Regions from separate parts of the Hordeum vulgare genome. Here regions 1 and 3 are each linked to region 2. Evidence: chromatin contacts called from public Hi-C data. All regions are on one chromosome and are shown on one strand. Each heading gives the region's core, a stretch centred on a gene start, on an enhancer-like site or on the middle of the called end of the contact. The rest is flanking DNA. Distances are from core to core; before and after follow the strand shown.

The links. Hi-C and Micro-C count contacts between places; a contact is called where the count stands out from the background.
Region 1: a Hi-C map of leaf shows a contact between it and region 2, with 2.8 times the contacts expected there. The contact joins the enhancer-like site here to the promoter of LOC123448782 in region 2. A contact is called at or near these places in 3 of 6 Hi-C or Micro-C datasets (leaf and seedling).
Region 3: a Hi-C map of seedling shows a contact between it and region 2, with 7 times the contacts expected there. The contact joins the promoter of LOC123448778 here to the promoter of LOC123448782 in region 2. A contact is called at or near these places in 3 of 6 Hi-C or Micro-C datasets (leaf and seedling).

What each region holds. Positions count from the first base shown.
Region 1 is chr4H:414,840,084-414,843,014 of MorexV3_pseudomolecules_assembly, reverse strand. No RefSeq gene overlaps it. Among protein-coding and RNA genes, the nearest start is that of LOC123448783, 290 kb to the left of the region's middle. Within about 2 kb of position 1,419, at least 2 of the 3 cell types and tissues checked have open chromatin away from gene starts, as enhancers often do. A contact at or near this core is called in leaf, where this site is marked.
Region 2 is chr4H:414,215,388-414,218,319 of MorexV3_pseudomolecules_assembly, reverse strand. LOC123448782 (SNF1-related protein kinase regulatory subunit beta-1-like) reads left to right here and starts at 1,396. Exons shown (of 4, transcript XM_045125785.1): 1 at 1,396-1,753. The coding sequence starts at 1,523.
Region 3 is chr4H:413,580,287-413,583,378 of MorexV3_pseudomolecules_assembly, reverse strand. LOC123448778 (aquaporin SIP2-1) reads right to left here and starts at 1,284. Exons shown (of 3, transcript XM_045125781.1): 1 at 612-1,284. The coding sequence starts at 929. It overlaps LOC123448777 (alpha-L-arabinofuranosidase 1-like), which reads right to left. Exons shown (of 18, transcript XM_045125779.1): 12 at 2,952-3,070; 13 at 2,779-2,850; 14 at 2,604-2,707; 15 at 2,460-2,516; 16 at 2,038-2,236; 17 at 1,821-1,964; 18 at 1,373-1,679. The coding sequence ends at 1,524. TRNAE-CUC (a tRNA gene) reads right to left here and starts at 1,340; the gene lies at 1,268-1,340.

The DNA of each region.
Region 1 (2,931 bases), core at 170-2,669, 620 kb before region 2:
AACATCTTTTAATTCTCTCCGAGTCTTCGGGAACCACCGTCTCTCTAGATCCTCACGTTCATTCCATCTCATATATATTGTACATGTAACTATGAATCAGTAGAAGTTTTGTCATTCACTTCAATCAGTATTGCCGCGAAGATATCTCGACATTGGTAGCAATTTCCTCTTTGTTTATGGTCATAAGTGTGTCCATGGTTCTAGTTATCACATTATCCGTTGTTATTTTTTTGCATGGCCCCCTTGCATCACCTATGCTTACTATTATCTAATACTCCCTCTGTCCCAAAATAACTGTCTTAACTTTGTACTAGCTCTAGTACAAAATTGTACTAAGCTTAAGGCACTTATTTTGGGACGGAGGGAGTATAAACTAGATATTTTTATCATATCTTTCTGGGATAACTTTTAGATGTCCATCGTATATTTTGTTAAGAAAAAATTGGGGTAGCGCCTCGCTTATAGCAAGACCTAGCATGCTCTTAGGTCAGTCTTCTCTCTAAATGGACCTGCCTAGTGGCGTGGGAGACCACGTCCTAGTTTTTTTCATGTATTTTTGTTTCCATTTTTTATACTTTTGTTTATAATCTCGTATTTGGAAAATTTTAACCAGCCATTTGAAACATGTAAAAAAAGTGTTGACCATATAAAATGTTAACAAGCATTTTAAAATGCTAGATGTGTATAAAGAAAATGTTTCTCATGTATAATTTTTTTGTAAAATGTGTGTTGAAAAATTGATCATGTATTTAGCAAATATTAATTAAGAATTTGAAAAATACATATTAAATAATTATTTAGAATATTTTAATCAAGCCTTCAGAAATGTTAAATGTGTGTAGAAAATGTTGACCATGTTTCAATAAAATGATAATCTTATATTTGGAAATTATTAATCCAGTATTTAAAAATGTTAAAATATGCATAGAAAAATGTGATCATGTATTTAAAAATGTTAATAAAGTATTTAAAAATATATTATTTGAGCATTTAAAAAATGCTAAAAATAAATATAAAATATACTTTGACCATATATTATAAAAACACTCTTGATGCATACACTAAATGTAGAATGCAAATAAAAGAAACAAAGAAAAATTCAAAACTTTAGAAGAAACAATGCCAAAGAAAAAGGGAACAGAAAATGAAAAATGATGAAACTAGTGCAGAAAGAATGGAAAACGGAAAGAAACAAAGTAAAACCAAAAAAGAAAAGAAACCATTGAAAAAGAATTACAAAAATTAGGAAAAACTGAGAAGGAAAAAAATGAACAGAATAAATGATAGGAAAAAAGAAATAGAAACGAGCCGGTCCAGAAACAGGAGATCAGGAAAAACGTTCAGCAAGATGAGAGCTATTCTTGCTATAAGCGAGATACAGCTCTCGATGCGGTGCAGGTATACACAGTAAATCTTAGTTGAAGAAAAGCCTTGGGCTAATCTGAACGTTGGGCCGGCCTGGATACTTTGTGCCAATAACGGGGTTCATTTAACCCATGACCTCAAATTTGGACGCACCCCGCACCTAAAAAGCGAATCCTTTCATAAAATATTGCTTCAAAGCTATAAAAATTTCTTATATTGTACTCCTTCCGTAAACTAAACGCTTTTATATTAGTTTACAGAAGAAGTAATATTAAGGAAGTACTTATAAAACAGATGTCCAGTTTTTAATAGTTACAAAGTTCAATGACAGGAACATCAATTAGTTTACCATCGAAATGAACATTTAATAGTTACAAAGTTCAATGACAGGAACATCAATTAGTTTACCATCGAAATGAACATCAATTTTTCTTTTGACTGTGACATGAACATCAAATTATTTGCACACGGAGTCATCAAATCCGGCAGCCTCTAGAAGGTCAGGCATATTAAACAAACCATCTTATTTGCAGGACTCTTTCGGATATGACGGTGATGGATTAGGTTCTAGTTTATGCCGTCGTCCAAAGCTAGCTTAGTTTTTCATTTTTGAAATGGAAAGCTTAGGTTCGTTAATCATACGTACCAAGGGTGACCACAGAACTAATTTCCTCTGCTTGTCGTAAGTAGTATTTGTATATGTTATTCCCTCCGTTCCTAAATATAAAACATTTTAGAGAGTTCATTATAGACTACTGAAACAAAATAAATAAATCTATAATCTAAAATATATTTATATAAATCTGTATGTAGTCTATAATAAAAAAATCTTTACAATATTTTATATTTAGGAACGGAAGAAGTAGAAAATAGCGAGATAGAGAGATAGGGGAGAGCACCAATAATGAAGTATGCTGCTTCCATTGCTTGAGTCGTAGGCAGTTGACGAAAATCAGGTCAGGGGAGACATTTTCCGTCGGTCCGAAACTTTGAACAGTTCTTGACCAACCATGGACTAGGGACCGGGTTTGCCGCGGTGCTAAGTACTCCCTCCGTTTTTAAATATAATTCTTTGTAGAGATTTCACTAATGGACTATATACATCCGTATATAGACATACTTTAAAATATAGATTCAATTATTTTGTTTCGTATGTAGACCCTTAGTGAAATCGCTTAAAAGGCTTATATTTAGGAACGTAGGGAGTACTACAGTAGTCGGAGTACGAGCTAGCAAGCTGGCACCGTTTCGCGCTTCAGATTGACAAAAGGATCGGCTCTTTGTCTTAGCTTGTGCGCGTACTGATCTGTGGCCGGAGGTCCTTTGTGGAAACGCATTGTTTACTGTTTACTCGGTTACTTCCAATTCCAAAGAAAAACACGCCGCTGAGCATGAGCTGGGTCTCCGGGGTTTTCCTCCTTTCTTTCTCTTGAAGGTACGATGAGCGATGAATAGATGCAACTATTTTTACATGTTGGTTGTGGAAACGCATTGTTTCTAGCGGATCAAAAGTTCGCTCTCAAACGCAACCATGGTTGACCTATTAGTTAACAAATTGGAGAGGCT
Region 2 (2,932 bases), core at 147-2,646:
ATGCATGGTCCAGTGGCCCGGCTAGACCTCCGGGACCAATCGCCCATCGTCGGACCCCTGAGGAGGGTAGACCACTTTGCGTAGAATGCGACGAGCGCGACGAGAGGGGTGACCAGTCCTCCACGCGGTCGACGTGGATGAGCATGTCGTGGCACCAGACACGAGGAGGGGGTCCCACTTCCCTGCTTGGTGGCGAGAAGCCGGGCACGACCTCGACGCGCCCAACATCCTGCGTTGTCCGCCAGATGATGTGCGTGGTGGGGATGAACGCCACATCCCACACCCACATCCAACAAGCGAACGTCTTCGTGTGGCCGTGCTCGCGGGTGCGAGTGTCGAGGCGGTCGATGATGCACTTGTCGCCGAGCACCCTTGCTGCCCCGTTGAGGGACCACATCTCCATAGGCATCTTCTCAATGATGATGCGGGCGTGGAGCATGAAGTCCTCGGATACATCATGGTCGTCCTCGTGCCACGGCTTGATGGTGAAAAAGACACCGTCTTGCTGATGCGTCATCTACGCTGATGTGAACTGGCTGCATGCTAAAAGAATTAGTAGTAGTGGGTATGAATTATTTGGCATGCATCATGACGTGGACATTTTGAATAATGTGGCATGCAAGATGATGTGAACCTTGTGCATGTGGAAAGAATTGTGACCAACTTATTAAAAATGTAAGATACATGATTGTTTGTTTGAGAACCAAGCAACCTATCTAACGATTAATTTACTTATAATTAGCTTAATTAATAAGCAATTAATCTATTCTTAACATAAGGAATTGAGTCTAACAAAAGGAATTGAGTAGAGTAGTGTTGCTAGAGATGGATCGCACGTTGATGTGGAGCACTACCATTTCCGTGTCAAGGCACGCCGCGCCCACAACACATTTTCTTGTTGCTAGAGATGGATCGCACGACAAACACTGGAATTTGGCTGATACTCACGAATGGCAACCGTGACAAGGCTAATCCTTTCACCTACCGTGTTCCTCGACACGAACCCATCCCTTTCACGATTCTTATTCTTCAACGCAAAGGATTCGCGAGACAACACGCCAACGAGATCGCAGCGATGGATGCCGGATTCCGGGTCCCGGGAGCCGGCGCCCGACCCAGGTATAGGCTCCTCTCTCTCCATCATCCAACCCAACGTCCGTCCGAACGTGCGCGCCGTGACCAGGGCCCCGGCTCCACGTCACGTACACATCACCAAACACGGCCCTCCGTGCGCTACACCCTCCTGCACCGACCAGCAGGCGGGCCACGTGGGGCCGACGGGACGGTGACTGTGCAACCCACGAGCACCGGGTGCACGGGTGCCGCCACGCTTCCCGGGCAAGGGGCAGCGGCACGCGCTTAATTACACGACCAAACGGGCGCAGCCATCCCTCCCTTTCCTTCTCGCTCGTCTTCCTTGCCCCCTCGCGCAACAGCAGCGCCACAACGCAGTGAGTGGCACTTCCGTGATTTCGCCGCCGCGGGGGCGGGGGTAGGAGGAGGAGGAGGAGGGAAGGAGGCCATGGGCAACGCCAGCGGCAGGGAGGAGGACGCCGCCGCGCCCGGGGAAGCCGACGCCGCCGACGTCGACGTCGAGGACTCCTCGGCCCGCGGCGGCTTCCCTCCCTACGGCGGGGGCGCCAACAACGTGCGCCGTGCCTGCTCGGTGGGCGTCGTGGGTGCCAGCGGCGGTCCCGGATCGCCGCCCGGGAGTCCCGGCCGCTCCCTCTCGCCGCGGATGTTCGTGCCCCAGGTCAGATCACCAGATCCCGCGCCCACTTCTCCGTTTCGTTGCTCGCTCTACAGGTACAGAGTTCAGTTCGGGTCGGATGCCTAGTTTCGCCCCTGCTGGTGCTCGTATGTGATCTCGAGATGTGGAGGTTCGACTGATTTGGTTGGTTGGTTGGTTGGTTGGTTGGCTTAGGGTCCCAACGCGAGGAGTCGTCGCGATCTGGAAATGGCTCGGTGTTCTCCAAATTCACTTTAGCTAATGCTGTTCTTCCTGTGGATAAACTGTTTGCTCCTTGCGTGACAATAGAGCAAATAAGCGCGAGCCTACTTGCTGCTAGTTCGTCTTAGTATTATTGATTGTAATTACAATGCAGGAACACACCAGTGGTGTTTATCTTGCCGAGTTTCACTTTGGCATTCGTTTGTGCGAGCTTGATTGTTTTCTCCTAAGCAGCAAACCGTTTCAGAATAAGCTATGCTACTTGGACAGTTAAAAAACCATGTGGCTAAACAGGGAGGTTTTATTATGTGCAAATTGTTGAATGACCGTTTGATTGTACAGACGTTTTATGGGTTTTGCTCTTCTGATTAAAATTTAACATGAAGTAGATTGGTTAGTTCTAGAATTTTCGTTTGCCCCTTGCCCAATAGTTAGTTTAGGTACTGTAATGGTGATTGTAAGTTAGTCATGAGAATGATGTCTCCGTGTAGGCTGTCCAAGGGATTTATGAGCTTTCTGTTAGGGCTCTGGTTCATATCGACACTGATGCTTGTTTCCAGACCATGAATTTAGATGCTTTCCAAAATGAAATTAATACTTGATATACAGCCGTACTTCAAGTCGTGTCTAAGCATCGAAGGAAAAAATACCGGATTAATTTGTTCAATTAGAGCGGGGGATCTGTTGTATATTGTTTTCTATTATTATGGCTGAAGATTGGATTTGGTATGTCGGTCACCTTCCTTCTCATTTTTTTCTTCTCAGTGTTACACTGTCTATTACTTCTGAACCAACCCTTCTGCTACATTCCTGGGATTATGCTATTACTGTCTGCAAAATGTAGGTCTCTTGTGCTGTATTGACATCAAGAATTCTATATAATGTACCAATGCGTTATCATTTTTTCTGTTCTCCTGGGTAGTAGCCTTAAGGATTGATTAAACTGAAAATAATTGAAGCAAATAAATACATGCAATTAGT
Region 3 (3,092 bases), core at 35-2,534, 630 kb after region 2:
TTAGACATGTATTAACATTTTGCCCACACAATTATCTGCAAAGCCTTTCTGTTCTTTAACATTATATGTATCCACGTGTGCCCCATATAACATTAAATCGAAAAATATAGTAATGGCTTAAGGCATCCATAATGTGGCCAAATACTGGTGTCATATTCAGATTTTGGCATTCTGGCACAACTTGCTATACCTGCCCGTTGTAACAAAGACAAAGGTGTGCTGATTTTTTTTTATAGAGGCCAATATATTTGTAATATATTGAACAAATGTGTGTTGTTCCCAGTACATAGTACTCCATCCGTTCCTAAATATAAGACCTTTTAAAGATTGCATTATGAACTACATTCAGATGTACATAGACATACTTTAAAGTATAGATTCACTCATTTTGCTCTTCTTGTGAAACCTTATATTTTGAAACGGAGGGAGTAGCAACGACAATGCCTCATGGATCGGTTATGAGATAGTGGTATATTATAAGATGATATGGCCCGCAAATAGGTACCGGTCAAATCGTGTTGGCTCCTCTGTTGAAAACAATAAATACTAGGCACATGTGTTCCGGGAACTCAAAAGTGGAGATGGAAGGATGAGGCAGAGCGACTAATCACCTGCGCAGGGACCCGTACGAAGACGGTGAAGAGGTAGAGGGCGGGGCCGCCGCGGGAGGCCAGGGCACCGGAGATGGCGGTGAGCGGGTTGTAGGAGGCGCCGCCGGTGGCGGATTCGAGCCAGGCGAAGAGGAACATGTAGACGACAGAGAGCGAGACCTTGGCGGCTTCTCCCTCCGGGCGGCCCCCAAGTCCGAGCACGTTGTACACGGCCAGCTTCACCAGCGCGCCCGCGCACACCCACAGCACCGCCAGGACCAGGTCGCCAACCACCAGCCAGGGCCGGATTCGGCCGCTCGACGCCGGAGCCGGAGCCATGGGCGGGCGTTGGGGGGGAGCGGGGCGGAGGCGGTGTCTGCCTGCCGGTGCTTTGAGGCCACGGGATTCTCCTCTCCTCCTGCCGGGATTAGTAGGAAGGAGGCGAGCGAGAAATTTGGAATTTTAAATTTGGGAGCGGGTTAAGAATAGATTCCCTTATTAGGATAGGATGGCCACCAGCACGACTGCCAAGGAAGGAGGTGCGCGTCAATGATTGTTCACCACGGGAACATCGGACAATATTTTCCACATGTTTGTCAATACTGTCGTTTCAAGGGCGCAGTTCCTTGCAAAAATATATACTATACGAAATCCTTTTTTTTCGAGCCCCAAAAAAATTCCGTCGCCGGGACTTGAACCCGGGTCTCTCGGGTGAGAGCCGAGTATCCTAACCACCTAGACTACGACGGAGAATCTGTCCATGAGAGTTAGACCAAGGCCTATAATCATAGATAAGCGCTTGCCTTTTGACGCATATATATGTATGTATGTAAAATGTACATCGACACACGCCCACATTAAGTTTATGTTTATTCCAAGTTCATGATTTGCACTGAGAGGCGGTTCTCTCGTCTATCGCATTCCTTTCTGTATTCACACACTTGAATGCAAGCTTGACTCTGGGACTGGATGCATCATCGTGCTACTGCTCTGGTCCAAGAGGAGATCAAACGAGGTGAGGGCGTACGGATCCAGTACAAGACTCATCTCCTCCCTCGCATTGGTTATCGGGCTTTCCACCGGCACCACCTATTGCATTCCATACAAAAGTTCAAGACAAAACATTGCAAGTTTACAAGCACCACTACAGCTACTAATCCAATACGGAACAATTCTCACGCCCAATTCACTTTGCGGTTACCCGAAAGAAAACAAGTCAATGTAGCATACCTTGTCTGGTTGCTGGAAGGAATTCTCATCCCATAGAGAACCAGATGTAAGTACCGTCTTTATGGAGCCAAATGTCTGAATCCCGTTCTCCAGCCCGGTTATAGAGATACTAAGATCTACAGCTTTGTTGCCGAAATTTAGAACCTGACATAAACGGATTTGGTTATTTAAATGTTCATCGGACCTGTTTAATTCTAGGACAATGGAATAAATGCACCTTTATTTTTAGGTAAGCATTTCCATCTTTAGAATTCTGCCAAGTGATAGCCGATGCGACCAGTTGGTTATAGTTCGATACTTGAATGGTAGATGGATGAAGTGCTGCACCACTTGAGTCCTTGAAGAAGTGTAACATCCAGTAGTTTGGACATCCATAGTGCTGCCACGAGTTGAAGACTATGGCATCTGGACTCCACCTATTAAGCACAAACGTATTTTCATGGATACCACAGGCATCAGTAGAAAAATCGTAATGACGTGCAAGTGTATTTCTCTCTCCAGAGATCCTTCCATCTCTCTACAGTAATTCAAGTCAAAGGATTATCTAAATTTCAGCTTAACTTCAAGTAGACAAACTGTAGCATGTTTTCAGAATTACTCTGTGACTGATTTACTGATACAAAGCGTTGAATCATTTACCTGCGATCATTGTCATTTACGAAGAGTGGAGCACAACTTGCCATTTCAACAGCGTCGCTGCATACAAAAAGTAGGAAAAACATGCAAGCTCACAATGGCTGCTCTGATCACCATGATACCAAACCAGAAGCAGAATACAAGAACCTGTTTCTTTCTAATCCAATAAGAAATGCAGCTTCAGCTAGAGCAGCTACTAATGTTCCTCGGCCAGCATCATTTCCAGTCACAGCATATTCACTAACAATTGCCTAAAAGTTTACACAGGGTACTGGTTAGTTGTAAGTATGAGAATTGACGTTAATAGAAGCGCAGCTCGTACCTTTGGTCCACCTCGGCGTGTGCTGTCAAACATGCTAGATTTGGAAAACATATCACCAGATGAGGTATAGACCTACCATAGAGCGGATGTCGAACATTGCCAATGTATTATTAATTTAATTAAAGCTGAATATATATACTTTATCTAAGTGAAGACAGAGGAACAGTCTTTACATGAACATCATACAGATCAGCAGGTGCGACTGGTGAAATGGTAGATCTATCACAGCTGGATATGATTTTGATATCTGGGTAGGATGCTTTTATTGCAGAGTAGAACTTGCGGTAATTCTCTACAAATACAGACAAGAGAAA